Linked DNA regions of Danio rerio: region 2 is linked to region 1. Evidence: chromatin contacts called from public HiCAR-type data. All regions are on one chromosome and are shown on one strand. The core of a region is the stretch at or near the end of the contact, and the rest is flanking DNA. Distances in the headings are between cores, read along the strand shown. Region 1 holds the start of LOC103908726. Region 2 overlaps map3k1 (mitogen-activated protein kinase kinase kinase 1, E3 ubiquitin protein ligase).

The links. HiCAR-type assays count read pairs that join an accessible place to other places.
Region 2: a HiCAR-type map of caudal fin shows a contact between it and region 1, with 6 times the contacts expected there. The contact joins the enhancer-like site here to the promoter of LOC103908726 in region 1. A contact is called at or near these places in 6 of 18 Hi-C or Micro-C datasets (caudal fin, embryo, fibroblasts and 2 more) and 1 of 4 datasets of contacts at active chromatin or transcription factors (caudal fin).

What each region holds. Positions count from the first base shown.
Region 1 is chr10:6,330,802-6,335,725 of GRCz12tu, forward strand. It overlaps LOC103908726, which reads right to left and starts at 2,954. Exons shown (of 9, transcript XM_068223890.2): 1 at 2,541-2,954; 2 at 1,251-1,748; 3 at 251-583; 4 at 1-67. The coding sequence starts at 2,670.
Region 2 is chr10:6,477,139-6,482,062 of GRCz12tu, forward strand. It overlaps map3k1 (mitogen-activated protein kinase kinase kinase 1, E3 ubiquitin protein ligase), which reads left to right. Exons shown (of 20, transcript XM_005155507.6): 19 at 4,606-4,737. Among named protein-coding and RNA genes, the nearest start is that of hmgcs1, 13 kb to the right of the region's middle. Within about 2 kb of position 2,138, at least 10 of the 62 cell types and tissues checked have an H3K27ac peak or open chromatin away from gene starts, as enhancers often do.

The DNA.
Region 1 (4,924 bases), core at 1,704-4,203:
AGATACACCTTGCCATAACTTCCTTCTCCAATCAGGTCTTTCACTTCAAAAAGACCCACCCTAGATCCTGAAACACAGAAAAACAGCAGGGAGATTTACTTGCATTGTCTGGTATGAAACGGATCAAATAAATGACTCGAATCCTTTAAATCTGGATCTAATGCAATGAGCTGAAAGCAGAAACTTCCATCAGAATTGCAGGAGTAAACTGATTACTAATTTATAATAATAAAAGGAAATGATCACTTACCAAGAGTCAGCCCAGAAGCCTCATTAGGCTCCTCAAGAACTGACTCTGACTCGGACTCGGACTCGGACTCAGAATCGGACTCGGACTCGGGCTCAGGTTCAGGTTCAGGTTCAGGTTCAGGTTCAGGCTCAGGCTCAGGCTCAGGCTCAGGCTCAGGCTCAGGCTCAGGTTCAGGCTCAGGTTCAGGCTCGGGCTCTGGCTCTGGCTCAGGTTGTGGTGTAAGATGCTGGACTACATCCGTGTCACAGCACAGGAAAGGGCGCGTTGCAGCCTTCCATACTCTCTTGAAGAAAGCAGAGACTCTTTTGCCTTTCCTTCCTTTCTTGGGTTTTTCTAAAATGAAGAAAACAAACAGAAACATCTCCATGAACAGAGCTGCAGCTACAGCGCTCAGCATATTCATATATGCAGTACACCCCATTTAGAAAAGGAATGTTTTTATCCATTTCTCAGTGAATCTGGGTCATATATATTGGTGCATTTGAACAAAACAGATTTATCAAACAGATTTATTTATTAAAATAATAATTTAGTCACAGAACATCTTTAGAAATGAAAAGATAATACAATTAATATCATGCAAAATATTGCAAAATTTACAAACTACAACATTTCAACAAAATTGTCAATATTTTTTGTTTCTATTTGACTTTTGGTAATTTAGAAAATTTTATTTAATATTTTCCCTGAACAAATACATTTGGGCTACTCATTTTTGAACCATTATTTAGTTATTTTGTTAGATAAGCTCCATATTTGGCTTCAGTTCTGACTAAACTAATGTACATGCACAAATATAATATTATAAAGCCTCCTATAGAAAATCTGAATTTAAATGAGAGATTTGTGGGGGGTGCACTCATATATGTTCAGCACTGTATTAATTAATACACAACCAACAGTACATCAAATGACACTGTCTGATTTATAAGCTAAAAACAACAAAGCATAAAAATAACAGACGGCAGAAATAAAATGAACCAAATTCAGGATGACTCACCATCAGTCCCATCAATATCAGAGGGGTCTTGAACAGACGGAGGCGACTCAGGACAGGCCGAATCTGCATCCGTCATGTTCTTAATATTGGAGAGGTCATGGACACTGATTGGCTGGGGATCTTCCCAGACCTGGCCTGGCAGACACACCAGCTCAGTATCAACATGACCTGTGAGGGCCGTCGAGGACTCTGGACGGGCCGGATCTGCATTCGGCACATCTGCTGTTTGCTCAATGCTGAAGGGGCCCGGAACACTCAACGGCTGAAGATCTTCACAGACCTGGCCTGGCTGCCACACCGGCTCAAGGTCTGCATGTGCTGCGACGGTCCTGGAGGGACCTGGAACAGGCAGATGCTGGAAATCGTCGACATCTGACCGTGGTTCAAAGGGAACCACTCTGTTCCGGTCACAGCAAAGGAAAGGGCGCTTCACAGCCTTCCATGCTCTCTTAAAGAAAGCAGAGGCTTTATTCCCTTTCCTCCTTTTCTCTGTGTTTTCTGAAATAAAGGAAATGAACAGGGAAATATTAGAAAACTCTTTAATCACATGTTTAAAACAGACAACGTGCTGTAAATTAGACAAATAAAAGACAATCACACAAAAGGAACAACAACAATAAATTTAGAACTATAATAGAAAATGTTTGAAAACTAAAATTAATTATGTGGAATTGCAAATCATTTCTATGATGTAAAATGACAAACACAAGCTGACAAATAGTCGGTAAGTCATAAGTCCATATCAGGAAAAAACCTAAAAGCAACTATTTAGCAAAAATATTTTTCTGTTATATTATTATTAAGGAGAAAGTCAGAATGTGTGAATATAAAACCAACTTTACCTCAATTATATTAATTCATCCCTGCTTGAACAAATAAAGACTTAAATATAATATTCTCACTCAGTTTGCTAAAATATAACAAATATTCCTCCACACCATCAAAAACTAAGAAAATTACAGTGCAGGTCTACACAAAGGATTTAAATTAAAGTAAAATTTAAATGATTTTTATCAGAAACATTAACAAGGCACAATTTCAGTTGAGTGGAAAGGAGAAACTTAAAAACCAGAATGTCATTACATATAAGAGCAGGGCTCTATCACAAAAATATACAAAACCATAACTACACACACAAAAAACACATTACAATGAAGAGACGTTGCATATTTGCTACACTAATAACCTTACATGGCGATATATTAATATTATTTTACTTTTAACTTCATAATTTACTGTATTATTAAATAATACGTGGAAATACACAGTTTTTGTAAACTCTTATCTCACCTGTTGGGCTTCTCATCACGGTAGAAGGTGAAGGAGAAGCCATCGTGTCACTTCGATGATTTTCGTTGACAAACTCAGTCGTGATCGTATTAACTCGGTTAAAAAACGCAGCTGACGTGTTATTTGCCATTTAAGATAAAAAACAAGTCGCTAAAGTCGTTAAATCAATGTTCACTGTACTCGTTCGTTTGTCACTCTGAGGAAAATCTGAATTCTTTCCAGTGACGTAACGGCAATCGAATTCGTTCTTTTTATTCGTCATCGGTGGTGGGGGAGGGGGGGGGGGGGGGGGGGGCGCAGGCCGCGGGTGGATCCAAGATGGCGCTCTGATCGGTGAAGTTCGTTGATCGTGTTATGATATAAGTTCTGTCTGCACAAAAAAAAACAACCCAAACCCATCGCAATCTGTTGTCTGAGAGACGAGGCGACTTTTGCAGAGCATTTCTGTGCAAATCCTGAGATTTCTGAAGCTGTTCGAGGATTTCCTAGAGAAGACTTATTATAAAGAGCACATCTTTAATCAGTTTTTATTTCCGTTCTTGTTTTCTGATTATTTCATTAAACATTTGTTGTGTCACTTCATTTTTTCCTTTTATTTATTTTTTCCTTTTATTTTTTTTTTCCTTTATTAACATTTTTATTTATTTACTTTGTTTTAAATGTACTTTCATATTTTATCTGCTTTTTTATTATAATTTGTTTTTATTGCAGGTTGGAGAAGATTGTCCATGTCCCACATGGGTGAAGAAAGAGGAGGTGAGTGTTTTTAATTTGTCATTAGTTTGTCATTGGTATGTCACTGTTTAATGCTGTACGATGTTTGACAAATATGAAAAGATCATAGAAGTATCATAAAACAAAAAAATATTTATTAAAAAGAGATTTTGATGTATGTTTATATCAAAACAATTATAATGATGGAAAACTACTGAGTTGCTCAATAAAAACAGCAAGTTCCAATAGAAAGAGTGAAAAAAGTGACCAGTGAAAGTGTTTGTTGTGTGTGATTTATCTTTTAGCTTCAAACCACTTCAGACTCAGCACCCTAGCATTTTAGAGAAATAAACTGCAGGATAAAAAGTATATCACTCCATATATCCATTTTATTTATAGATCGATTTTTGCTTTAATAGTAATTGTTTTGTTGTTTTGTGAGTTCTTAATCAGTTCAGGACGTATATTTTATTAATAAGTACTGCATTTAATAAATTACTATTTAGTGTTGTTTCGTTGCAGAATTAGAATTTTTGCTTTTGGGATTTATAAAAAAAAAAGAAATCAACCTACAATCATATTATAGAATCTTCAATCTGTTTGCTAAATTAATTTAATGTGTAAAACTCGAGAAGGACTGTAACGCCGGGGAGTGACACCAACAACAGAAGGTAGGATCCAATGTGCAGGTTTATTCACAGTCAGGCAAGCAGTGGTCAATACGGGAGCAAACAGGTATGTGAGGACAATCCAGAATCGTAGTCAGTTAACAAGCAAGAGGTCGAAAGGCAGGCGGCAGACAAGGAAAACTAAATAAACAAGTAGGTTCAAAACACAGAGAAACAAGACCAGGATAATGCGTTGTAATGTCACCTTACAGATAAACAAGACTCGGCAATGTGAATGAGTGTGTGTGCTGCTTAAATACTGTGTGTAATCAGTCTCTGAAAGTCCTCAGGTGTGAATGTAAATCAAGCTAAATGAGAAAGCAGGTGTGTGGGCGAAGAGCATGTATGAAGTTGTAGTCCAGGAAAAGTGTAGTTCTAAGTGTGTGTGTGTGTGTGTGTGTGTGTGTGTGTTTACCAGCGACATCTGGTGGTTGTTCGCTGGTAAACATGACAAGGACACAATGTATATATATATATATATTTTTTTACAGCATATAGAGTTAAAGTCTGAATTATTAGCCCCCCTTTTTATTTTTTCCCTGTTTTCTCCGTTTTACAGTCTATAGTTTTTACATTTCTAATCCGAATAGTTTTAATAACCTATCTCTAATAGCTGATTTATTTTATCTTTGCCACGATGACAGTAAATAATATTTTACTAAATATTTTTCAAGACACTTCTATACAGCTTAAAGTGACATTTAAAGGCTTAACTAGGTTAATTAGGTTAACAAGACAGGTTAGGGTAATTAGGCAAGTCATTGTATAACGATTGTTTGTTCTGTAGACTATCGGGGGAAAAAATGTCTAAAAGGACTAATAATTTTGCCCTTAAAATGGTGTTTAAAATAATTAAAAACTGCTTTTATTCTGCTTCATTGCAGGCCCCATTATTTGCCTGATTTATTTTGGAAATTGGATCACGAAAATGGGCCACACAGTGGCGCAGAAGGTATTGCTGATGACTCACAGCAAGAAGGTCGCTGGTTCGAGCCTCGACTA
Region 2 (4,924 bases), core at 888-3,387, 150 kb after region 1:
GCTTCTGTCTGCCCGAAGACTCTAGCTTCATAGCTAAGTGGCTAACATGGATTTTATGAAGAAAATAACAGTGTTTATGTGCTTTATGAAGACTGAAAAACAGCATCGATATAGCAGTATGGGTTGCGTATAGGTAGGATGGGCTCTTTGGTGTTTATTGCCACCCTTCATAGGGATCATAGTGGGATAGAATTGTAAAATACGGGAGAATCCGGGGAAAAACGAGAGGGTTGACGTGTATGGTTTCCACTGTCAACAGTTGTGAATTGGTACCACATTGTGAAAAGTACTATACTATTTTTTGGCACCCTTACATAAGGGTGCCTAGCACAATAGCCTGGTACCTAAAGGGTGGAGCTAGGCTCACTGCTGAATGCTATTAGTTTACAGAGAATCATCGCTTTATGGCATGTTCTACAAGGAGAATGACAACACAGGAAGTAGAAAACACGACAATGAAATAACACATCGGCCCGTAGCAATGATACATGGTTTACCCGGGAGGTGAGACCCTCCATGAGTATCATGCTGAGAAATAAAAAGAAGCAAAAACTGCCTCTGCATTATGTCCTCCATTGTTGTTTACTCCTTTCTTCGTCGAGCAAGAATGTCATTACAACTTTCTGTAATACTCCATGGCTACCATGTAAAATGCAACCTGGTCAGGGTGACCTGTACAGAAATGTACGGTACTGAACTCTGTGGAAATGAGCCAAAATGTTCAAGTTTGGAATAAAACAGTGTGCACATTAGGTCGATGTAAAATATTGTAGAGATGCAGGAGCTAGCCTGCTCAGACTCTGCTTAAACTTTGTAGGTTTGGTTTGAAAATAAGAGAGATGGAAAGAAAGAGAGACCTTCCCAGGCAAAAAGAAAGCCTGCTCATTTTGAAGAGGTTTCAGTAATGAATACCCTGGCGGGGGAGGCAGGGCCAGCTGAACTGCTTCCTAATTAAACAGAGTTTAGGCACACAATAACAACAAGGAATTAAGGGGTCGGTCAATTGTGACTTCCTCAAAAGAACTGCAATTTACTTTCATTTCAAGTTACTCAGAGATCTAAATGCACTTTGTCCTGCTTTCCTGACTTGCCATGTCCCTTTGAGCACCGCTCAGAGAGGTCACCAGACTTGACCACAGTTTAGTGGAAAGACATTGTGAGATTTAAATGTCCAAAGCTTAGAGAGGGAAGGGAGGTTGTGCACCTACGCGCCCCCATTCATTACACAAGTATAAATAATAAACCTGGAATCAAACAACATTTGGCGTGGTTCATATGAGCACTTGTATAGCTGGCCAGTGTCCTTTTGTTTTCTTCTCTATCAGACTGAGATCTGGTAACTGTGAAGGACATTTTTATAATATTTTGATAATCTACTTGAACATGATACTGAGTTCATTATAGACACATTTTGGACAAACTTTAGACACATTAAGACTTTACGTTTCTGGAATACTCGGATCAGTCTTGCATCAACCACCACTCCACATTTAAAGTCACGGTCACCCTTTATTTTGATGGTCCGTTTGTTGAATTTAAGTTACATTGCGTCTACATGCCAACTAATTCTCATTAGATTATAAGTAGAGTGTTAGGTTGGGGTTAGGTTTAGTGTTAGTATACATTGACATGCACTAGCAAAGTTTCTCATAGTCAGTTAAATGTTTGTTGAAGGAGCAGTATCAACAGATATTAAGCAGACAGTCTACTAATACTCAAGTGGACCATCAAAATGTTACCAAAGTCACTTTAATCACAGTTCTTTCCCATTCTGATCTTCAGTTTAAACTCTTGATCTTGTCTACATGCCTAAATCCATTGAGTTGCTGATATGCGATTGACTAATTAGATATTTGCATTATTAAACCCTGGGTTATCGACATTTTAAACACCACTTTTAATCCCGGGTAAAGATGTGTTTCAAAGTGTTTTTCAAAGTTTCAAAGTGTTTCAAAAATGTTTCAAAGTAGTTTTAGCATCGCTAAGGTTATTTGCGCACATATTTGTGGTGTTAAACCTTTATTTTGATGCTCAGTTTGTTCAGTGTGAAACAGAATTGTGTTTGCTTGGTGCTGGACGCTTAGCCAATCAGAATATGAGCAGCATGGCTCATGTCACACGAGTAACAGGAAACTTGTTTTTTGTAAAGAGCAGACTGTGAGCAATAGACCCTTTTCACAATAACGTCACTTCACTCCCCCCTATCGGCAACGCAGTGTATTTTTAGTTCCGTTTTACCTTTGAAAGAATGGGAGACTTCTCTGCAAATTTAATAATAAAAATATTAGCATTGCACTGCTTTAAGACTATTATTGGTATTGGGCATGTGTCCAGATGTTTCTTTTTCAATACTAAACTGTGTTCTGGGTTTGAAAATGATTTTGTTTAGGTTAATAAGAATAGGTATAAGCTATTGTTTATCAAGGAAAGCATATGTTTGCAACCTTTACATTTATTAAGTTTATTTTCTAAATAATGGATATATTTTTACTTTAATGCTGCTCTGAATATAAATGTATATTATCTGTTATATGTAAATGTTCCAGCATGAGTACGATTCTTTATTAAATCTTATATAACTACCCGCCGGTTATTAAACAGTCCACGCTTCCAAATACTGATGTCCACCATGCGTTTCATTTATTGAACACAGTGAAAACTAAAAGATAAACAAATAAACAAACCACATGTTTCACACAAACACAAATATAAATTTACATTATAAATTATTATAAACAAATAATATATAAACAATGTTTAGTTTACCGTGTTGGCCTGATAACCAGCTGTAGAATAAGCAAGAGCATTAAACAGGTGCTTGCATTGAGATCTCACTATCCTGAGTGACCATACAAACTCTCGCAGGTTAAATCAATCAATGAGAATCATGTGACTTCCCACTCAGGCCAACCGGAAACAAAGATATTAGTAATAAACGTATACCAATACACGTTCAAATAATGAAATTCAAAACAATAAACAAAATTACAAGCTGACCAATCAGTGTCAGCTACATCTTATATTACCTGGTAAGTGTCTACAAATGCAACCAGTTTCATCATTTATTATTTACTGATCTATTAATGTTTTGTTCAGTTTCTTCATTTGAATTAATTAATTATTAAATTTATTAAATTTATTAATTTTTAATTTAATTAATTATTAAATTAATGTCCTACTGCCATATTTTGGGTGGATTTAATTTGATATCTGTACTACCTTTTAATGAGTAATGTTGCAAATAAATTCAGAATCTGAAAGTACTGATTTAAGCTGTTTTCTTGGTGTTATTTTTGCAATTGTAAATTTTTATAATGATTTCGTTTGATTATTAAGAGTCACATACAACATTGTAATTCTGTTAAATTTAATATGAATATTAAATAGACATAAATGTTTTGTGTTCATGAATAAAATACCTACATAGAAAAAAATGTGAAAGAACTGAGAGTTTGAATAATATGAATGTGTTTGTGAATCAGCTGTCCACAACCACAGTAAAACACTCACAGTTTTATTTATTACTTACTCTTCAGTACATAAAAGAAAATATTAAAAATAAATCAGACATTAAATAAATGTTCAGCACCCCTGTAAACAGCTGAAATCTTCATTTGACAAATACTGACAAGTCCATACCAACTTCATCTGCAGTAAAGACAGCAACACATTGCAATAGACTCTGTTTAAAGTCCCATTTTCTTGGTTCAAGGAGAAACTGGATAATCTGTAAGTTTTTTTTTTTTTTTTTAAATGTCAGATGTCTCACCTTGCATGCAGACAGCATAAAACAGTCGTAGTCCGTCTAACAGTTTCTGTAGTAAATATACAGCTGACTGGGTGAGTTTTCTATAGGTATTTTTGTTTAGGCGGAAGTAACGATACACTGCGTGGAGTGAAAACGGACACCGCGTGACGTCTTGTGAAAAGGGTCTATTACTTTGGTGCTCACGTTTCACTTCGGCAGCTTTCCGCATTACTCTGCTTCATACTACCATGACATTTAGCTCATCCATGAACATGACCTTTGCAGGAGTCCCATATGATGTAATGAAGACTACAATCCCCATGATTCCACACTCAAATCAAGGCGGCATCATACTATGCCTGTGTTTGTTGTGAATACGCTCCCTCTAGTGGTGAAACGTACATACTGTGCTTTTAAAAAGTTGTCTGGGACTCATTTGAAACAAGATGCTGAGGAAATAATGCACCACTGACAAAATTCAGTACATCTTGATGGTGTTTATTTTGTACATTTATAAAGCAGAGGAATGAGATTGGTTTGGACTGCGGAATCGCCATGGTTTTGGTTTTAATCGTGGTTTTTCTCTTTTTTAGGTTTTCGCAAGAACCACATCAGTGACTTCTAGATCTGATGACTCAATCTCTCTCTCAAATTAATGTGTTAAGATCAAAAGATGTACACATTTAGACTTTTCGTCAATGTTTTTTTTTTTCTTCTTCTGCTCAACATGAAAGAGGATGTTTTGAGTAATGCGGGTTGCCAGATTGTTTCTGCTCCATTCTGACATGCACAGAACTTGAGGCTGAGTAAATGATGACAGATGGGAGTTTGTGATCGTTGTGCGTTTGTTCGTGCAGGTGCTGAGAGGACAGCAGTACGGCCGGAGCTGTGATGTCTGGAGTGTTGGCTGTGCCATCATTGAGATGTCCTGTGCTAAACCTCCCTGGAACGCTGAAAAACACTCCAACCACCTGGCGCTCATTTTCAAGGTGAGGACAGAGCTGTGTGTGTGTGTGTGGATGTGTGTGTGTGTGCGCGCACATATTAGGACTGCTTTATTATATATTTGGGCAAAAAAAGAAAGCAGTGCTGATAAGTTTGCAGATTTCACCAATTTAACAATAGAACGCAATGGGGTATATTTCAAATATACATAGCAGGTTTTTAATAAAACAT